Regions from separate parts of the Mus musculus genome. Here regions 2, 3 and 4 are each linked to region 1. A link is a contact called in public HiChIP or PLAC-seq data. All regions are on one chromosome and are shown on one strand. The core of a region is the stretch at or near the end of the contact, and the rest is flanking DNA. Distances in the headings are between cores, read along the strand shown. Region 1 holds the start of Cradd (CASP2 and RIPK1 domain containing adaptor with death domain). Region 2 has its middle 79 kb from the start of Gm29684. Region 3 holds the start of Ube2n (ubiquitin-conjugating enzyme E2N). Region 4 overlaps Gm29684 (predicted gene, 29684).

Region 1 (5,372 bases), core at 1,275-3,774:
TTCAAAAAGACATGTAATTTGGACAAGCTCCTAGGAATAAAGATATTTTTAGATTTTCCACTGAGTGTTCACCAGGTCTTTCTAAATTAACTGGCTATCCCATTCTGGTCAAATATTCAGATATATGTCATTAATTTTAAAAAAATAATTATCATATGTGCTCTCAGAACCATTCAAAATATAAGACCCATAGTTTTACATTTAAATTATAAAAGTAATTTACTGGTAGTATTTGATTTTTTTTGTTGTTGTTGTTGTTACCAATTACAGTTATTTGAAAATTGGGAGTGTAGAAAGGGATTCAATATGTAGCTCTGGCTATCCCAGAACTTGCTATGTAGACCAGGCTGGGCTCACAAAGAACCACCTGCCTCTGCCTCCATAAAGGCAGGACACCAATGTCGCTGCTGACACACACTCACACACACACACACACACACCAGCTCTGTTACAGTCATTTTTAAAAACCATTAACAATAAATTCTGGAGACCACTGACTTGGTCCATATCTATACTGAAAACCAGAAAACGTTGAATTCTTAACTCTGGAAATCTACTGATTTGGTTTGGCTTGGTTAACTTTCCATTTTATTATTTAAAAAAAAAAATTAATCTTTCTAGGTCAGTCCCTCATCTTTGTGAAAGAGCAGTATATCTGGGAGGAGTTGAAGAAAACAGTGATTTATACCGCAGCACCTTCCTCTCACAAGCACCAAGCTGTTTCTTTTCAGATCACTGCTTCCAGGGATTTTTTTTCCTGGAAAAAAATCAAAATAAGATCCGCCCCCCCCTCGCACCCCCAAATTACTGCCCTTGCAAAATAAAATTCCCCAGGTGTCTGCACAGAGCTGAATTTTAAAGGGCCACTTTACACCAACAGCCTTTAAAAACAAACTAAAGGCAGGCTTCAAAATAATCCCCTTGGCCTTGGAGGCTGGCTGTGGGGACAGGTGCAGGACATGCCTTCCTAGAGGCTGTCTCCCATGATCTGACCTCCTCCAGCTGGCAGCTTGGCACCCCACAAATCAGTTATCAGTAGGCCAAAGCCTGCATTCCCATCTGCGCTTTCCAAACGGTTCCTGTTGCCAAAGGGCTCAGATTGACCTGGCTCTCCGATGAGAACAAGCCTCCCATGTGACTTGCCAAGTTCCCCTGGAAGCATGTCTAAATTGTACTCTCAGTTCCCTCCTTAACCCCTCAGCCTCAGGGTTCATGTTCCCTTCCTTCCTCGAGTTTCCTAACACCGCCTCCTCGTCTTGACCCTCCGACGCCATGCCCTCTGCATCCAAACCGTTGCCCATGCTCGTGGCCCTGGTCCCTCCTAAAAGACCAAATTCCAATCCACTGGGCATGGTTGCAACACTTCCAGAGCTGTTTTGAGGGGATCTCTTTGGGGCCTACCTGTAGGCAGCTCGGCTGTGACTTCCTCTCTCGCCTTCTCCAGCTTCTCTCTTACCCAGGGAAATTCCTGGAGGGAATCGAGGAAGGTGTCAAAAGCTTTGGGGCCCCTGGAAGGCAGGATGTCCAGCAACAGCATTGTCTTCCGGAGGCCTGTGGTTTGAGCTTTGATTTCTTGAATGTGGTTTTCTGTCAAAATTCCTTCCTGGTAAAGGTACTGAAGAACCAGTCCTTCCACCAGTACCTCGGCACCCAGCTCCAGACGCAGGGAGCGGAGTACCTGCTTGTCTCTGGCTTCCATTTCTTCCTGGAAAGAGCCAAAATGAGCACCTAGGTTTCAGGAATGCTGATGGACACCCCCCCCCCCAAAGTCAGTGTATTGCTGCAAACTCATTAATGAGCACCTCAAAAATCAGTCAGGTCTTTATATCTTAAGAGGCTGCTGAGCCACGGTGTTTCCTAAGCGGCTGTTAAGCCAAACCACGGATATTTCAAACACTTCCCGGCATAATGAACGACACTCATTATGGATGTTTCTACCTCTGCTTCTCACGATAATGGGGCCCTATTTCAATTCCTTGTGCAGTAAGAGAGCCAACAGAAAACAGATCTGATCCCTTACTTAAAATGCAATCCCTAAGGATTACAGATTTATTAATCTATTTATATTATTATATAAAATTAAATGCTAGAAAATAGTGGATTTCAATATTGCTTTGCCAGAGTTAGTCCAGCACCCACGCTTTAGAAACTGCTAAAAAGCACCAGGGACATTTATTTATAGACCCTGACCAGCAATAGAAGACAGTCCGGAGGAAAGAAGTTTATAGAGCATTCAAAGAAAGGACAAGCACCCTCAAGAAAATGAGTGTTTGTGTGCCTTTACCGATAAGCCTCACAAGAATTCGGAATGTGGGTCGCAGTAGGGCCGTGAGCACGCATGCATGGGACACTGAATGAGCTCAGGTCGCTAGTGTGCTGCGGGGTGGCTTGCGGTGGCAATGAAGGCAAGGGGAGCAAGGGTGGCGGGCGGGGCTTCTGCCACCCTCAGCCCACACAAGCGGGACGTCGGATCCCAGCCTTGCTCGCGATCTTCCGCCAAATCGGGAGGTGGCAGGTGAGGAGGGCGTGGGTGACCGTTTTGTTTTGTTTTGTTTTGGCAGCGTGTTTCCATTTGGAACTTGTAAAAAGTTCCCTGTCTCGGCAGCTGAAAGCCGTGGTTGTGGCACAGTTAGAGCTACCGACGATTTTCACGGTAAATGAAGCCGCAGACTGTCCTCTCGGAGGAAACCGACCCCCGGCACCGCCACCCGAACCCCGGTCCAGCCCCCGGGAGAGCCGCGCAGGGGCGATGTCGCCACGGCGCGGGGACAGCGAGAGAAGATGGAGTCATCTTACTTACGTCTGCGACCACGTACCGTTTAAAAAAAAAAAAAAAAAGAATAACTAAAACTACAACCGGAATCCAGACTGCTAGGGAACCTGTACCATAAAGACCATCTTTGTTGAGGGCAAAAGTCCTAGACAGGAAGTATTGCGACCATCTTTGTTAAAGGCAAGAGCAGGAAGTGCTGTAGCCATCTTTGTTGAGGGCGCAAGACGTCAGGTTGAAGTTTGTTCCGCCATGTTTGCTGTGGGAAAAGAGGCACACTCTCCTACATTAAAAAAGAGAGAGAGTGGTTTAAAAACTCTAAGGCAGTAGTTCTCAATCTTCCTAATGCTTTGACCTTGTAATATGGTGTCCCCCAACCATAAAATTATTTTTGTTGCTACTTCATAACTAATTTTGCTATGTTATAAATCCTAGTGTAAACATCTGTGTTTTCTGATAAGTCTTACACTGCCACTGTGAAAGGGTTGTTACAGAGCCACAGGTTGAGAACAGGTGATCTACGTTATCTAAGTGAAAGAGTAAATGAATTGTTGAATCTTAACAGAAAAAACTCCATGAGAGCCTGACTATAATAAGCTAGTCAAAAGTTAATCTAGCAGTTAAGCCCTGAGTTCAACTCCCAGTAATATACACCTACATGCACAAATTACTTCATAAAATAAAACAATTAATAAACTCATTAATTAGTTGGGTGACATGTAACAAAAAGGATGTGTGTGCTAAAAAAATTTTTTGACAATAGAAAAAGAATATTTCTACCAGTACCTCCAGTTGAAAATAAAATATCTATAAACATATCAGTAGACACTTATAAATCTCCTTCCTCAACACCTTTCAACTGTATGTGCAAACTTACAATGCTAATATACTCCAGGGTTTCTATGCAGGCACTAGCTGTCTTACTGACAGTGTTTTTATGTAAGTGGTAGGAATTCTTTTTAGCATTTCAAATCATTGCAGTCTAGAGAAGCAGGAAAGTCAATTGTATCATCCAAAATCTCACAGCCAATACAGAGTAAAACCTAAATTCTAACCAAGTCCCTCTGATCTCCTGCTCTTTCCAGTACACCACACAACCATGTATGATTGACTCTATTCTTCTAATGGCAGTCAAAATATTGCTAGTGAATCACCCAACTGTCACCTCCTTGCACAAGCTTGAGCTACACAGAGGGTCCTTCATTATCTTTAGCTCTAGAATCATTGGTCTTTAAAAAAAGGAAAACAATAAAAGGTGAATAACTGTCAACAACAGCTTCGGTGATCATCCAAATGAGTATAGAGATAAATCTCTTGTGCACTGTATAAAAACATTGACCTGTCAATAAAAAGCTGATTGGCCAATGAGCTTAGGCATGAAGTTAAAAGGTGGGACATCCAGCAGAGAGAGAGAGAGAGAGAGAGAGAGAGAGAGAATATGTTGGGACAGAGACAGGTGAGAGAATGACCCCAGAATGCTGATGGAGACCAAAGCAAAAACCTGAGGACCAGGTAACCAGTCATATGGCAGGATTTAGAATAGAATAATGGGGTAATTAATTTATGAGCTAATGTTTCTTGTGAGTCAAGGAACAGGCAAAGTTAATGAACTAGGTATTTGTAAATAGGTTTGAATCTCAGAATTTTTATTTCAGTAGCAGGGGCCAGGAGAAAAAACAAAAACATACTGAAATACACAACTATAGGAAGAGGAGAGTTAAACCTTTAGCTCAGAGGAGGGAATCTTCCTACTTTGCCGGATACTTGATCACACTATGAACCCCAAGATTTTCTTATTTATTGAAAAAAAAAATCTGTTTCTAGTTGTGGTGTGGCTCAGCCCTTAGCACACAGCTTCAGTCCCTCTTGCTGGAATACAAACAGGTCCTTAATCCCAAACAGTGGAGGTAAAGTTACTTTGTAAAAATGAAGCACCCATGTTTGAAAGTGATATCTAGTTGAGTGGCAAAGTGACGAATCAGAGAAAGACTGGACAGAATTGGATATGCCCAACTCTCACAAGAGGAGAGAGGAAAGGAAGCCGTGAAGAAGGAAAGAGGACAATTTTACCCGGACAGTTTGCAGAGAGAGGACAAGCTAGACACAGGTAAATACAGAATGAGCCAGAGAAGGAGGAGACAGAAGATTAAAACAGATTTGCTGTGGATAGCCCTGGGGCTAATTATATTTGATGTTCACTCTGTTCTCCTGTGAGGGGTTGTGAACAAGGAATGAGTCAGCACTCAGGTGATTTCCTGTAAACCTGCTTCCCACCTTAAAGTGTAAAATAAAGGAGAGCTGATGATTGGGCAGATAAAAGGGAAGGTAGAGTGAAAGGAGCAGAAAAAGAAAGAGAAAAATGGAAGAGGGAGAGGACACAGGGGAGAAGGATAAGGAAGAAAAGCAGAGCAGAAGCACATGGCCTGGGGAAATCACAAGTTCTAAGGGGTCTCATAGATGTGGAAGATGGTAAAGTAGCAGTAGATCTGCCCAGTCTAGGTTCACAGCATGTATTCATATTAATTGAGTTGTGTTTTCATTGCCAGGGCATATTGGGTTAGAGATTTACCGCAACACAGATTGCCAGAGTTAGTTTGAGGCC
Region 2 (4,822 bases), core at 2,093-4,592, 260 kb before region 1:
CTATGATGGACTATTGACTAAGAGTGCAAGTCAGATGCATCCTTTCGTCCCCTATGGAGAAGAATAAAATTGGTCTCCTGAAGATAGGATATAAAGTTAGTGTTAGCTTCAAAAATAAATTCCTGGTGGATTGAAACTTGAAAGTAAAATTAATTATTTTAGGGAAAAAATGGAGCATTGTATTTATAGCTAGGTGTTGAGGAAACGGTATTTGTAGAGGAAGGTTGAGGTGGTGAGTCATGCCCTCTACTGAGCTTGTGCACAGACTAGACATGTGTCTAGAAATCTAGACGTTTGTTACGACGATACCTTCTCGTCCACAGTTAAGATCCAAGGAGTTTTCAGAATAACCGCATCAATCGTAACCCCATTGCATGAGAAGCTGTGGTGACCTTGAAGTCACAGTTGTACCTAAATATGTTTTATCCTTGAAACTCAGAAGTCTGGCTGGTTGTCAGCTTAATCAAGCCCCCAACATGCTCAAGTAGAGTTGAGAAAAGGCAAAGTGATGATTTTTCACAGAAGTACGGTCTACTGGCATCACCAAATGCTTGGGCAGCTGTGGAGTTCTGAGCCCTGAGAGAATAAAGAACTGCATGCCCTTGAGATTAGGCCAAGGAGCTCGTGAGACATACTATAGAGGGGCCACATTATATTCACTAGCATTGTGCAAATCTCCACAACTGCATAAATGCCCTAGCTAGAGGCCTGTGTTCATTAATAAGGTCCACAAGCAACTACCAGCCAGTGCTCTGTATGTGAGAATCTAACTGTCTTGGCTTGGCCTACCTAAAGTCCTTCTTAGCTCCAGAACCAGCCATTTTGGATTCAGCTGGAGCCAAAAACAAAAACAAACACCCCCCCCTAAAAAAAAAAACAAAAAAAACAAAAAACAAAAACCCAAGCAGAGCAAAGGTCATGGTAAGAGCTAACCACTTGTTCTTTTCTGGTGCTGTTGGGTTCATGTTTTTGTTATTTATTTATATTCATTTATTCACATATGGAGGAGGTGGTATGAGTGTGAACATGCACAATACATGTATATGCTATAGCATGTATGTGGAAATCAGAGGATAATTTGGGGGATCTGGGGACTGAACACAGGTCTTGAAGTTTTGTGGCAAGTGCCTTTATCTACTGAGCCATCTCCTTGGCCCAGAAGACATGTTTTTAATTAATAGAAGAATATATGTACCATGTATATTACACATCTATATACATAAAATTCTTAGGCATTATAGAGAGCTCAAGAGATACCAAATATAAAGTCCCAAGGCAAACAAGTTGGAGAAAATCCTTTAAATTCAAATGATGGATTCAAGTTCATATCTATAATTTAAGAACAGCTCTTTTACAATTTAAAAAGATAAGAATAGTCAAAACTGATAGCAAAATGGGTTGGAGATAGGAAAAGGCAATTGCCAGAAAAGCAAGTAAGATAAAATGTTCAGGTTCCCCTAATGGGCAGAGAGATGGAAATTAAAATGACTATGACGATCCCCATCTCAGGGGCAAGCATAAAAATGTAATAGCACCTAATGCTATCAGGGATGGGATTCGGGGCAAGGGCGCTCTCATCTATCACCGGCAGACACATGTAAAAGGGATTTATGGCCTCTGTTAAAAATTTACACGCACATGCAATTCTATGCAGAGTTCCACTCCAGGGACCATAAACTATAGAAATTAACAACCCCTAGTGTGCAAGTATCTATGTACAAGGATGATCACTGCAACCTTAGTATTTCAGTATTAATAACTGAAAGTTGATGGGAAACCAAATCCATTAATAAAAGAATACCTGGATGAAGTATGACAATCCTTAGGATGGAACACCACATAGGAGTTAAAAATTAATAACCTATACTAGTTGACCTGGAGGGGTGTCTGCCATATATTGTGAAAACACCGAGAATTATATATCACCGGCATCTTTAAAAACATGTCCTTCGGGGATATTTTCCCTTCAGAAACCCTCCCATTCTCATGAGTTTCTTCTTTATTTTCCTTCATTAAGTTACATCTACTCTGCTTAAAACAAAATGAGTATGTCCTTGTACATCACATGTGTGCATGCACATATATAGAATACACATATGTTATCATGCTTATCTATATACAATCCATAGTTACATACATGAAAGGATGCTCACTTACTTTTTCACGGGACTAACTTCCCCTCCCCACTTAATATATCAGCTTTCTGCAATGAACACGCTCAGTTGGTATCAGGAGCATCTTAGATACCATAACAGAACAGCACACACTGACTAACTTATAAACAAAAGACGTTTATTTCTTACGATTCTGAAGACCAGGAAGTCCAAGGTTAAGGTTACATAGAGACTACTTAGATAAGGATCTATACACTTGTTTGTGGGCAGGCAACTATCTTTTCTGCCTCTCCTGTCTGCTTTTATCTGTGTTTTCTCAGGGTGTAGAGGGAGAGTAAAAGTTTTGAGATCTGTTTTATAAAGCTTCTAATCCCAATTAGGAAGCTCTACCTTCCTGACTAAAGGCTTCGCCTCTAGAAAAAATAAAGCTCAGATCACAGCAAGAAACAAGCAACAGAGCGCTCTTCACTGTCGGGAAGGAGACATTGGGAGAGAAGATTAAAACCTCAAGCCTAAGCAGGGATATCTCAGCTTTGCTCAAAAGATCACAAGAACCTGTTGAAATGTAAAGGTCTAAAATTAGACTTTGGCTAATATATTATAACCCACCACGAAAATACCAGCAAGTAGCTATTTACAATGATAGAGTACGCTTATGGATGTGTGACATTCATGCATTATTAAGAGGAAACAAAACTAAAGAATCTATAATATACTATTTGGAAGGAAAATATATTTTATGACTGCATGACTACTTATATGTGCATATGAAAATTATATTTATGCAATTAATTTATAAGCATTTTGAAAACGATATACCAGCATATATTAATATATTAGAGATGTTTCTTTTTCTATTCTTTTTTCTTTGAAACAGGGTCTCACTATGTAGTCTTGGCTGTCTTGGAACTACCTATGAAGACCAGGCCTGGCTTCTAACTCATCATGATCCACCTGCTTCCATGATGAGAGGATTAAAGAGATATACCACTACACTGGCTGGGATAGGTTTTGGTAGCAAATTTACAGGTGGTTTTATTTTCTTGTCTCTATTTCTGCCCCCCCCCCCGTCTTGTACCTGTGACTTATGTGAATAAAGGAAGGTCTGGGCTTTTCTTTTCTTTCCCATGACCCTTCCCTACTGTTAGCTGGCCATTCTTCAATCCTGAGGGTGGAGAGGAATCAGTCACAAAAGAGAACAACTATTGGGAGACCCTTCAAACTCCTGATTCTTCTCCCCAGAAATCCTGGACTGCCCCAGAATTGAGCTCCATTAGAGGACACCGAGTTGATCCCCTCGTCTCCTTTTTATCGTGCTCAACGTAAAAGCCAAACTTGGAAAAGGCAGCGTCATCTTTATTAGCTCCAACCATAGCTGCACGCCATTAAGATTCCATGCTTGTTCCCCATCACCGTTTCCTCTGAGCCTTAATGAACTGATAGAATCACTCCTGTAGGGACTTGCTTACGCACGAGAGGAGAAAGACCAGCTGCTGCCTTCAAACCCTCAAGTGTGCTTTCCAAAAGTCTCATCTGACCACAGCGGCCTCTTCATAAAGCAGGGAAGCTGCCCACCCTCCACACAGGCTCCCCCCAGTGTTATAAGCCCTGAAGGGGCTCACAAAGGAGGATTTCTAGATGCTTTTGAGAAATGGCTGCATAGGAACCAAGCCTCCTCCCGGCTCCTCTCTAGGGGACAGAGCCTTAGGCTGAGGCTGGCTAGACCCCAGGCTGATTTTTCTTTCTACCTCCTGCTGAGCTCTTCCTGGTTTCCTAGTAATATTTAAGAAGTACAACTTTTATGTCTAAATTCACTTGGTAGTTAGGTTCATATAAGTGCAGAAAAAATTTAATGTTCATGTCAAAACCCATTTTCCTTAAAGAACAAGGTTATGTTCTTAACAGCGTTTTATTAGCTGGAGTCTCATGTAGCTTAGACTGGCTTCATACTTACTAGAGAGCTGAGGGTAACCTGGAACTTTTGATTTTCCTGCCTCGACCTCTCTATTGCTAGGCATGAACCCCCATGCCAGGCCTGCTTAACTTTATTTTATTTTATTTTTCAAGGACATGGTTTGGTTGCATATGCAGCCCAGGGTAACTTCAAATCTGATAACCTCTTTTTCTTTTTTAAAAATGTATTTATTTTATGTATGAGTACACTGTCGCTGTCTTCAGACACACCAGAAGAGGGCATCGGACCCCATTACAGATGGTTGTGAGCCACCATGTGGTTGCTGGGAATTGAACTCAGGACCTCTGGAAGAGCAGTCAGTGTCCATAACCAATGAGCCATCTCTCCAGCCCCTAATATCCTCTTTTCTTAGCCTCTTAGACCCATACCCCATGCTCATGTTTTCTTCCTTTCTTTTCTCCCCCTTCCCTTTGGTATGTGTGCACTTCTTTTACAGGGCTTCGGATTGAACCCATCAAGTCACAACCTCACACTGGCCAAATACTTAATCATAGAGTTAAAATCCCAGACTCTAGAGAATTCTGTGGGTGAAGTCTTCGTCACAATCGGCAGTGCCCAGTTTTAGCACTTTCTTTAATCTTGAGAGAATTTTAATGAATTATTTCAAATCTGCTGATGGCTTGGTTTGGTGTTTTTGACTTTTGGAGACAAGTCTCACAGTGCAGCTCAGGCTAGCATCAAACTCTTTATCCCGTTTGAGCCTCAAGGTTGGGGCTTATAGACTTGCCTTATC
Region 3 (4,890 bases), core at 1,578-4,077, 190 kb after region 1:
TAGCCCATAGACTCTAACTCATCATGGAGAACATTGCTTTTTCAGCTTGTGGGTTGCGCTTGCAGTGCCTTTGGGGATGGTCAAACGATCCTTTCACAGGGGTTGCCTAAAGCCATTGGAAAACACAGGTATTTACAGTACAATCCATAGCAGTAGCAAAATTCCAGCTATGAGGTAACAACAAAAATCATTTTATGCTGGCAGTGCTGGGAGCCATTGTTAGGTAACGTTAGTTCAAACCTGGGACAAACGGCTGAGGTACCTATCTAATATATCAAAGCAGACCTAGCTGCCAGGTTCTCCCAGCATCCCAAAGCCCCTACCTGTTACAGGACTCTCCTGGCCAAGCTAGCATACCCAGCATCCTACCTTAAACTTCTCCATCCTGGCGGCTGGGCTGCCCTCCCCTGTATAATCCAACCGTTTTGGTTACATGGCCTTTTACGCTTCTCTGGGCTTCCGGGCTGCTGCACCTGGTTCTCCTGTCTCCTTTCCCCTCCCCCTCTCCTCACGTAGCCCAACTCAAGTCTGGTCATGTCCACTCTGGACTTTCCCAGACATCAGTCTGGCTATGCTCTCCCTTTTTTGTTTTTGTTTTTGTTTTTCGAGACAGGGTTTCTCTGTGTAGCCCTGGCTGTCCTGGAACTTACTCTGTAGACCAGGCTCGCCTCGAACTCAGAAATCCACCTGCCTCTGCCTCCCAAGTGCTGGGATTAAAGGTGTGCGCCACCACCACCCAGCTATGCTCTCTCCCTTTTATCTACAGTAACCTTTCTCACCCACTGTACCTAGGACCAGTGGTGTTCCTTTCCTTTTTCCTTTTGTTTCATTCAGGTGGGGCTTGTGGTTTGACAGACATGCCTGGGAAAGGAGCTGAACTATTTTGTTATAACCTTGGACAATGTTAAGTCTATCTAAACAGCAGTCTCGTGAACAGAGCTATGGAGATATGGCTTTGCAGTAATGGGTACTTGTTGCTCTGGCAGAGGACTCACAAGGTGGCTCACAACCTTCCTTAGCTCCAAGTCCAGTGGATCTGACTCCTGAAAGCACCGGCCATAAGTTAGTGTTATCAACTTGATAAGATCTAGAAACACCTCTGGGCCTGCCTGTGGGGACTGTCTTGATTTAATTGATGGATACCCATCTTAATTCTAAACAGGAAAAATGAAGAAAGCTGAACACTAACATGTAAGATTCATTGCTCTCTGTTTCTTTTTTTTTTTTTTTTCTGAGACAGGGTTTCTCTGTGTAGCCCTGGTTGTCCTGGAACTCACTCTGTAGACTAGGCGGGCTTCAAACTCAGAAATCTGCCTGCCTCTGCCTCCCAACTCTATTTCTGATTATGAATTTGATGTGACCAGCTGGGATTGTCTCCCTGTGATGCAACTTGGGGCTAAAATTAACCCTTTTCCTTTAAGTTGCTTTTGGAGGGTGTTTTACCACAGCAACATGAAAAGAAATGGAAACACCCAGCGATCCTTGTGAGACACCTCCACTTTTAGGGCCCTCATTCTATGAGTAATCCAACGCCTTTGGGGATTACAGGCTTTTCTATCCCCTTGAGAAGGCTAGGCTGACTTCAAATTGGCAATTCAGAAGACGAGGCCTAAATCCCTGTTTCTAAGAACTAGGCAAGTCCAGGCCTCAGAAGCTGCCCCACCACCTGGCCTGAAGCAAGGACAGTGGGTCAGCAGTAGTTTCCAGACTTCCTCAGCAACAGTTTTCAGCCACTCATGTCCCCACCACACCCCTAATGTGCTTTAAATCTGAACTGTGAGCTCACTTCCAGGTCTCCATCTTGGAATGAGAGACCCTAGCAAGCTGGACTTCTGCAGAATAAAGCCCTCTCTGCGTTTACATACCGTTTGGGTCTGGGGTATCATTCTTCAGCGAATCATGCATGGACCCTTACACTCTAATCAGATCCTTCTTCTAGTTAGCACGTAAATCTCGATTGCTAGGCTCAACCTTAAGTGGTGGCACAAGCCTAGCTCTACTCAGGGGGCAGAGGCAGGAGAATCACGAGTTCCAAGTCAGCTCGGTGCGTACAGAATAGAGAGCACCAGGCCAGACTTGGTTACATAGGGAGCCCTTTCTCAGGAAAACCAACAACCACAAAGATTAAATATCCTGCAGGATCCAGGCGTTTAGAGGCCGTGCCTTTTGCCTCCTCCCTTGTTCCGAACTCTCTTTTGGGGAGCGCCAGAGAGGCCCCCTTTTTTATGTGAAATTTAAACGTTTAGAAAAAATTTTTTTTGTCGCGGGTGTGTGTGTGGTCCTTGGCAAGCAGCGTTATTCCCAGTTAGAAGCTTTGGTATTGACTTCCGGCCTGTTCGCCACCGAGGAGGAGCGCGCGACCCGCCTGCCCTGTCCGCAGGGAACCGCTGCAGCGCCAGCCCGCCACGCGCACTGCGGACACGCTGAATGAACAAACGGAACGAATGAATGAATGGGCTGCGTCGGGGGCCGGGCCTTTGTTACGTCGCCCCCCGACGCAGGCGTGGTCGCACGTACAGCGCTCGCTCGTGGACGCCGGCCGCCCAGTGTTGCCGATTCTGCCACGGGCCAAGAAGCTCGGCGCCGCCTCGCGCCGCCTCCCCCCAAGTCCCTGCCCCGCCGCGGAGCGTCACTTCCGCCACCCCCGGCTGGGGTTGGGGCGGGGAGCGCGGGGGAGGGGGCCACCAGGTCGGAGGGAAGGCTGTCGGAAGCCCGCGTCCTAGCAGGGACTACATTTCCCGAGGGGCCTCGGCGGAGGTAGCGACAGGCGGGCGCGGCGACGTTCCCCGGAAGTGGAGCCCGGGACTTCCACTCGAGCGTGAGGAGAGCGGAGCCGGAGACAAGAGCAGAGGCCGAACTCGGGATCTGACAAGATGGCCGGGCTGCCCCGCAGGATCATCAAGGTAACCGCCCAGGCGGGCTTCGGGCCACTGGCTCTGCTCCGGCGCGCCGGGCCGCGCGGCCGTCCGCTTCCCTCCGCAGCCTCCGAGAGGCCTCTCTAAGGCATCGCGGAGAAGGGTCCGGCCTCGGCGGCGAGGAAGTCGGGCGCTGAGGAGGGGGCGCCGGGGAGACTTCCGGCCGCCTCTGAACGCCGGACAAGCGGGACGCCCGGGCGGTGCGGCCGCGGCCGGGGAGGCCCTGGCGGCTGCCCGGGAGAGGGCGGGGCTGCGGGCTTCGGGCTCTGGCGCGGGACCGGTGCGGGCCTCGGCGGCTTCTGTTCCTCCGCGGGGCGGGAATCGCGGCGTGGCCTGGACTCTGGGCGCGGGTGGTGGCCCGTGGCCGGCCGCTCTGCCCCGGAGCTCCCTTCTCTTCCTCCGCAGGGGCTCGGGGCTGCGGCAGTCCCGGGTGCGGAATGAATGGACCGACCCCGAGAGCCGGGCGGGGCCGCGGGCCGGGAGAGGCCGCTCCGGGAGGGCCACGGGGTTCTGCCGGCGACAGCACAGGTTGGTCCTGGCTGCCCCGCACCTCCTAGCGACGTCCGGGGCTGGCCGCCCGGTTGCCCTGGCTTCCGCGTTCGCTTCCCGGTGTTTCTGCTGGGTAGCGCTGTGATTGTACTTCGGCTGGCTAACTCTTTGGAGACTGTTCTCTTCTCCGAGGCAAGGGCCTCAAGGGCCTCGGTTATGGGGATGATCTGTGAAACAGTTTGCCTCTCAGCTTTTGTGCGCCTTATTTGAGCGGCCCTGGGGCTCTTTAGGGATACTGAATTTTGATAAATACATAAGGAACCACGGGGGTATAAACCTCGTATCTTGATTTCCTAAAATCTTTACATAACACCATTAAGTCTTCATAGTGTTATAACCCAAGAAAACTAAATTTTTAACATTTTTTGGCATCTGTTTTTTTTTTTAATGTAGGAAATTGGTTAAAAAAATCTTGCACTGCCCAGTTTGCCAGCTAAGTGCTCAAATTGAAGCTTCACTTTGCTTGCTGTAATCCACTGAACATATATTTATAGCATTGTTCCACTCTTCCAAAGTTTTAGGGGAGATTTGTACAAAGTAAGTGGAGGGCCTCTTTGAAGGGTGTGAGACACTGTAGTTCTTCAGGCAGTCACAAATGTCTGTGAGGCTGGGGTGTCATTGACAGAAAGGTGCTTGAATTAGAAAAACAAGCCCTTTCATAGGATAAAAACTCTTACAAAGGAAGAATACATTTTCCACGAGCACTGGAATCTCCTTTTTAAATTTGTTTTATTTATTTATTTATTTACTTATTTATTGGTTTTTCTCTGTGTAGCCCTGGCTGTCCTGGAACTCAGAAATCTGCCTGCCTCTGCCTCCCAAGTGCTTGGACTAAAAGCATGCGTGTGCCACCACTGCCCAGCGAGCACTGGAATCTTAAAACAAATGTTTATTGCTGTGTTATGAATCTTAGAACATTTCCAAGTAGGTTTTTGGGCATTGGAAGATCCCGAATATAGTTTAGTTCTGATATATGCACATAGCCACTAGTGATCATGTAAACCAAGATTCCGTTTGATAAATGGCTGCTTCGCTTCACAGGCCATCAAGTTTTTATTTGTTACTTTGGTTATTGACTAGACATAGCAGAGATTGATAATGAATACAGTTCTGTAAAATGCCCAGTAAACTGAACAGTTGATATTGATACTCTGCAGTAATATGAAGGCCTTGACTGAGAAAATAAACTCTGTGGAATATATTTGTTATAAGCTTACAGAAATGCTTTACAGCAGAAAATTCAAGTGCTCTTCAATTCATTTGGCACCCAATGCTTAAGTATACATTTCCTTTTGCTTATTTAAAACAAGATAGTGGCAAACCCATGCTGTAATATATAATCTTCACTTTATAGTACTTTATTATACTTATTTAATACTAATTGACTTTAATACTTTTAGCTTTAAGGGACTATTTTTTTCCAAAC
Region 4 (5,085 bases), core at 471-2,970, 200 kb before region 1:
CAGATTCATAGAAACATATTGTTTGGGTCTATGTCTTAAGTAACACAAAGCACAACAATTCAAAAGGAGAATTGCAAGAGCTGCCCCCTGGGGTTACACACTCAGTGCAGTGTTTCAGAGAAGAGGACTTAGATCCTAGCCCACACCTTCTTCTCTCCTTACATAACCCTTCAGGCTCCTGCGCCCCCATGTTGGAGTGTTAAGGCAGTAGCCCCTTTATATTCCCAAGTTCATGGGTCGTGAGTAAACACTAACCCTTTATGTCTAATTCTCATCTCCCTTAAGATGCAGCCCACCTTCAGAGCAGGAGGAGCCCAGACCTTTAACTCCGGAAAAGCTACGCTCTGCCTTTTGAACCCCCCTCCCCCCCACACACACACATCTGTAGATTTCACCACATTCACAAGGCGCTAGCGAGATCTCTAGGAGCAGAGCCAGGAGGGGCTACAGTTTTAAAAGCACAGATGCTCTGAACCCATAGCTGGAATCCTTTCCCTTCATCTCGTGGCCCTTCCACTGTTCACATGAGGTCATTGTAATGTTGTCTGGGCAGCAGGGTTGAACAGCTGAAAAGAGAAAGTAGCAGTGTAGCAGTGTCTACTGACTGCTTTCAAAGGTACCTTGAGACACACTAGTGACAGCATACGTTCACAGCTTGAACGATAGATTTGGAAAGCACCACCAGGAAGAAGAAAGCTCCTTCAATTTGTTTTTTGTTCTTTCTTTTTTTTTTCTGTGATGGGGGTATTATCCATCAGCTGAGGATATGGTGGGAGATTCATCCACCCCTGGGGGTCCTAATGATCTGCTAGACAAAAAAATGTGTGGCAGTCAAGTCAAGGGACTTCTTCCATGCTGGTAAGTGTGACCCCTGGGTACTGAGATACTCTGTGGTCAGCGTTCTAGCTTTGAGCTGTAAGTGCAGGTGGCTCTGACACCCAGCAGCCTGTACCAAGGCAAGAGAATGGGGTGGTGAGTAAGACTTCATACAAACAGTTGGCAGAGAAGAACTCAGATATGTATCATCATGTTTATATACTGTTGTGTATCAAACCCAGGGGTTTGTGCATGCCAGGCAAGCACTTTATCAACTGAGCCACATCCTCAGCATTCAAGGAAAATATCTGAACCGTACTTAAGCCTTAGCTGAATATCCTGGGGCATTCTGTACCATGTGATCTATGTAAAGTTGAGGGGTAAAATAAGGAAGGATATCGTGAGGAGCTGTGCGTTTGTAGGACTCAAGAAAGGGGAGACTACATTTCTCCTCCAGGATCTAGGGAGGCAGTAAGACTATTAATAATGTCTCAGAGAGGAGATATGTGTACAGGAAGGGCCTCGGGAAGTAGAGGGGTTAGTTTCTTTCCTATTCTTGTAATAAGGCATGATGAGTGCGCAACTTATGGAAGAAAAGATTTATTTAGCTCATGTTCCAGAGGGGAAAGAGTCTGTCATGGTGTGAGCCTTATGTGGCTGTAAGCTGCAAATACGGCATCCAGAACTGAAGCTAAGGGCTCACATCTTGAACCACAGGCACGAGGCAGAAATAAGGCTGGCTGGTGCCTTATTCTGTTTTAATAATTACAAGTTAATCTGTAATTATTAACCTGTGAATGTAATTATTGACCTGTGTAATTATTGACCTGTGAATGACACATGGCTTTTGAAACCTCAACCCCTACCCCAAGCCCTCCTCTCTCGTGACACACTTCCTCCAGCAAAGCCAAACACCCTAAACTTATCCAAATAGCTCCACCAACTGGGAATCAGATATTCAAACACCTGGACCTGTGGGGAACAGTTTCATTGAAGATACCCCAAGGAGCGTGTCCACCTGCCAGGCAGAGGCAGAGCGGTAGCAGTCAGCAGGGCGGTGGCTAAGCTCTCTGAGATTCTCGCAACTGAGTGGCAAAGATGGCTCATGAACGTGGCTGAAAAGTATCCTTGGGAAAATGTGTGCTTTTGGAAACTTAAATATCTTTCACATGATCATTCCCAAAGTATACTGTACATAATACATACATTTACATTTGACATTTTATTACACACATTATATACACACATATGTATATAATAACAACAATAATAGGAAATCTATAAACTTCATAATATAATGGTAACTTAGTATAAGTTCATAATATTTGATCACTAATTACTCTTGGACTGGTGAGATGGCTTAGTGGATAAAGACACTTGGCATGCAATCCAAATGACCTGAGTTTAATCTCCAGGACCCACAGGGTCAAAGGAGAGAACCAATTCTTATAAGCTGTCCTTTGACCTTGGAGTGTGCACCTTGGCATGCCCCCACCAATAAATAAATACAATAAAAAATTTTAAGGAGTAAATTAATCATTTTTTCTTTCATATTCAGCTATAATGCAAAATATTTCAGAGACTACAGAATCGCTATTTGCATGCCTGTCAGACCAATCAGAGAAAGTTCAAAACTTCCTTTAGTGGATGCCTACACATGAAGATAATTTTGTTACAGGACATTTGCTCGCTCATACTGTGACCCCTGAGATTGTATTATTACTGGAAAAAAAACCACAAAAAACCAAAAATCTCTTTCTAGCCATTTCATTGTGACCTTCATATCTAAATTACAGGTTACAACTTGGTGTGTGTGTGTTGTTTGTTTGTTTGTTTGTTTGTTTTTCTTCTTTGTGTGTATATTTTGTTTGACTTGTTTTTTGAGAGAGTCTCACTCTGTAACCGAGGCCACCCTGGAACGTGTTATGTAACCTAGTATGGCTTCTAGCCCTCATTCTGCAGCCTCGGCCTCACGAGCCATGGGATTATAGGTTTGTGGCAGCACATGCATCTCACCCTGCTCTCCCAACTCAATATTGAATTTTCATTGATAAGTTATCAAAATCTTGTTTCAGAAGATATTACATAGGAAGATTAATAGAAACGCCATGGTAGGTTTTAAATTATAAAAGCCCCCCATTGAAGCTAATGATAGATCCTGGGAAGTAGGGGGCCTCAGAGGAAAGAGTGAGTGAGAGTCACTTTAATAGTAGGCCAGTGTGTAGAGAATAAATATAGTAAACTACAAAAGTTTGTACAGCATTTTTTAAATCAATGAGAAGGTAACCATTATGGAATTTAAAACTTTATAATTTACAGAAATGGTTTCTAGAAAAAGGGAACCAGCTCAGACAGAAATAAGGCTGGCTGGTGCCTTATTCTGTTTTAATAATTACAAGTTAATCTTGATTTCTTATTTTTCCATGTATATGTATTAAGTTATAATTTTTTAATTGTGGGAAAATGATTTTGATTGGAAAGTTTTACTAGCAGGGAGAAAAGACAGTTGTGGGGCAGGGATCTGAGGGTGTGCTGCATCGAGAGATTATTTGTCTAGCTTGTACAGGGTTCTTAGTTTGGTCCCCCGTACTGAAAAGAAGATAGCTTGTCTGTTTCTGATGGAGATGATTCAAAATTTCCAGGCTTTGCTGATTACCAGAAATCACCCAGACAGAGGTAGATGTTCTATGGAGTTCTAGAAACCAGCAGGCTTCCACACGGCATGACTTCTCTGGCTGTGAATCCAGGAAGAAGTTGGAGCTGGAGGTTCACTATACAAAGGCCACTGCTCCTTCCGAGAGCCGTTCTGGAAACTCCCCACCTCTGGCTTCCTCCAGTCCGCCTGCTTCTATGACTTTTCCCTGCCGTATGTATAGAAGTTTGACTGCTCGTCTTCCTCACTCCTTGACCAAGCATCACCCGCTGCTGCCCTGGAAAATTAATAATTCATTTTATCTTTATTCTCAAAGCATGAAGAAAGCTACACCTCCAGGTTATGAGGACAGGGAGCCGAAGTTCCCGTAGCAGTTTTAGGGGATTTTTACTGATAAGATAAGGAGCGACCTTGACACCAAAGGTGTGCTGGCGGCAGTTTTCCCAGGACTGAATCAAACTTCGAGGTGAGTTTATTTTTCTCTGCCATGTGAAGCTTATGGTGACTAAACCAGGCCTGAACCAGGGTGGGCAGACCCTGTGAAATCCCACAGCTCCTTGGCTAATGGTCCAATCAATGCTCTCAGCTGGAGGTTAAAAAAAAAAATGGCCATGAGTGTGGTGCCCGCCCCCTCATCTACAACTGCATCCTTGGATGGAGACCCTCTCTTCTTTTCTGTGTTGTTCTGCCATGCTCAACCATAGGTCTGAAAAATGAACAGAAGGGGTTCAGAGCAGAGAAATACAAAGAACCACGATGTGAGAGAAGAGTGAGATCAGTTGGAATTTCATAATGGGGTCTACTGGGACCAGGGGAATAATTATCCTTATTCTGAAGGAGGGCTGCCCACACCCTCACTCAGCTTGCCTTGAGTCATACTGTGAGATTCCCAGCAAGTGTGTGTCATAGGCGCCTGTGGTGGATAGTTTCTTGTCAACTTGACACAAGCTGAAGTCATTTGAGAGGGAGGAATCTCAATGAAGAAAATGCTGCTACAACATTAGGCTGTCAACAAGCCTGTAGGGCATTTTCTTAATAAGTGATTAATGGGGGAGGGCCCAGTCTGTTGTGTCTGGGGCCATCCCTTGGTTGGTGGTCCTAGGTTTTATAAGATAGCAGGCTGAGCAAACCAGTAAGCAGCACTCCTCTATGGCTTCTATATGCTAGGTGGCTGCCCTGTTTGAGTTCCTATCCCGACTTCCTTCACTTATGGCTTATGGATGTGGAAGTGTAAGCCAAATACATCCTTTCCTCTCTAACTTGCTTTGCTTGTGGTGTCTCATCGAAGCAATAACTACTACTCAGAATCTATTACTCAGAGATTAAAATGTCATAAAGAGTATACGTCAGCTCCAGACCTTGCAAAATGTTTTTTTTCCATCAATATCACTTAAACTAAGACATTGTTCGTGCCCTGTTCTTCTACTCAAGTTCCTTTCCCCAGCTCAATTAAGTAAAATACCACCTAAACATACACAATGCAGTCTGTGAACATGTCAGGGGGTCCCATGCTCTGAAACACCAGGTTATGCTCATAATCACAGCATCGTGCCTTGAATAGTATTATAAAGTATTGCCACCAACACATCAATCTCAAAGTCATACCCAGCATATCA

Evidence for each region. HiChIP or PLAC-seq counts read pairs in DNA pulled down with a chosen protein or histone mark.
Region 2: an H3K4me3 HiChIP or PLAC-seq map of the SCID.adh cell line shows a contact between it and region 1, with 9 read pairs. The contact joins the enhancer-like site here to the promoter of Cradd in region 1. A contact is called at or near these places in 6 of 39 promoter capture datasets (the C10 cell line, the HPC-7 cell line, HPC-7-derived erythroid cells and 3 more), 1 of 484 Hi-C or Micro-C datasets (bone marrow-derived macrophages), 5 of 115 datasets of contacts at active chromatin or transcription factors (the SCID.adh cell line, bone marrow-derived macrophages, embryonic basal ganglia and 2 more) and 2 of 9 other capture datasets (liver and macrophages).
Region 3: an H3K27ac HiChIP or PLAC-seq map of embryonic stem cells shows a contact between it and region 1, with 22 read pairs. The contact joins the promoter of Ube2n here to the promoter of Cradd in region 1. A contact is called at or near these places in 7 of 39 promoter capture datasets (the C10 cell line, the HPC-7 cell line, cranial neural crest and 3 more), 15 of 484 Hi-C or Micro-C datasets (CD4 T cells, CD8 T cells, the G1E-ER4 cell line and 9 more), 8 of 115 datasets of contacts at active chromatin or transcription factors (the 230-238 cell line, effector CD8 T cells, embryonic stem cells and 3 more) and 3 of 9 other capture datasets (adipose tissue, liver and pancreatic islet).
Region 4: an H3K4me3 HiChIP or PLAC-seq map of the SCID.adh cell line shows a contact between it and region 1, with 16 read pairs. The contact joins the enhancer-like site here to the promoter of Cradd in region 1. A contact is called at or near these places in 11 of 39 promoter capture datasets (the 3T3-L1 cell line, the C10 cell line, HPC-7-derived erythroid cells and 7 more), 1 of 15 datasets of contacts at CTCF or cohesin (the NIH/3T3 cell line), 10 of 484 Hi-C or Micro-C datasets (the AML12 cell line, bone marrow-derived macrophages, brown adipocytes and 5 more), 14 of 115 datasets of contacts at active chromatin or transcription factors (the 230-238 cell line, DN3 thymocytes, the SCID.adh cell line and 10 more) and 4 of 9 other capture datasets (adipose tissue, liver, macrophages and 1 more).

The regions. Positions count from the first base shown.
Region 1 is chr10:95,321,185-95,326,556 of GRCm38.p6, forward strand. Cradd (CASP2 and RIPK1 domain containing adaptor with death domain) reads right to left here and starts at 2,525. Exons shown (of 3, transcript NM_001330138.1): 1 at 2,285-2,525; 2 at 1,402-1,705. The coding sequence starts at 1,699.
Region 2 is chr10:95,064,584-95,069,405 of GRCm38.p6, forward strand. No RefSeq gene overlaps it. Among named protein-coding and RNA genes, the nearest start is that of Gm29684, 79 kb to the right of the region's middle. Within about 2 kb of position 3,343, at least 7 of the 459 cell types and tissues checked have an H3K27ac peak or open chromatin away from gene starts, as enhancers often do. A contact at or near this core is called in the SCID.adh cell line, where this site is marked.
Region 3 is chr10:95,512,335-95,517,224 of GRCm38.p6, forward strand. It overlaps Ube2n (ubiquitin-conjugating enzyme E2N), which reads left to right and starts at 2,828. Exons shown (of 4, transcript NM_080560.3): 1 at 2,828-2,903. The coding sequence starts at 2,874. It overlaps Gm46239 (a long non-coding RNA gene), which reads right to left and starts at 1,922. Exons shown (of 2, transcript XR_001779843.2): 1 at 1,866-1,922; 2 at 1-106.
Region 4 is chr10:95,118,556-95,123,640 of GRCm38.p6, forward strand. Gm29684 (predicted gene, 29684) reads right to left here. Exons shown (of 4, transcript NR_131146.1): 4 at 2,027-3,746. Among named protein-coding and RNA genes, the nearest start is that of Gm29684, 25 kb to the right of the region's middle. Within about 2 kb of position 1,721, at least 25 of the 459 cell types and tissues checked have an H3K27ac peak or open chromatin away from gene starts, as enhancers often do. A contact at or near this core is called in the AML12 cell line, the SCID.adh cell line, liver and 3 more, where this site is marked.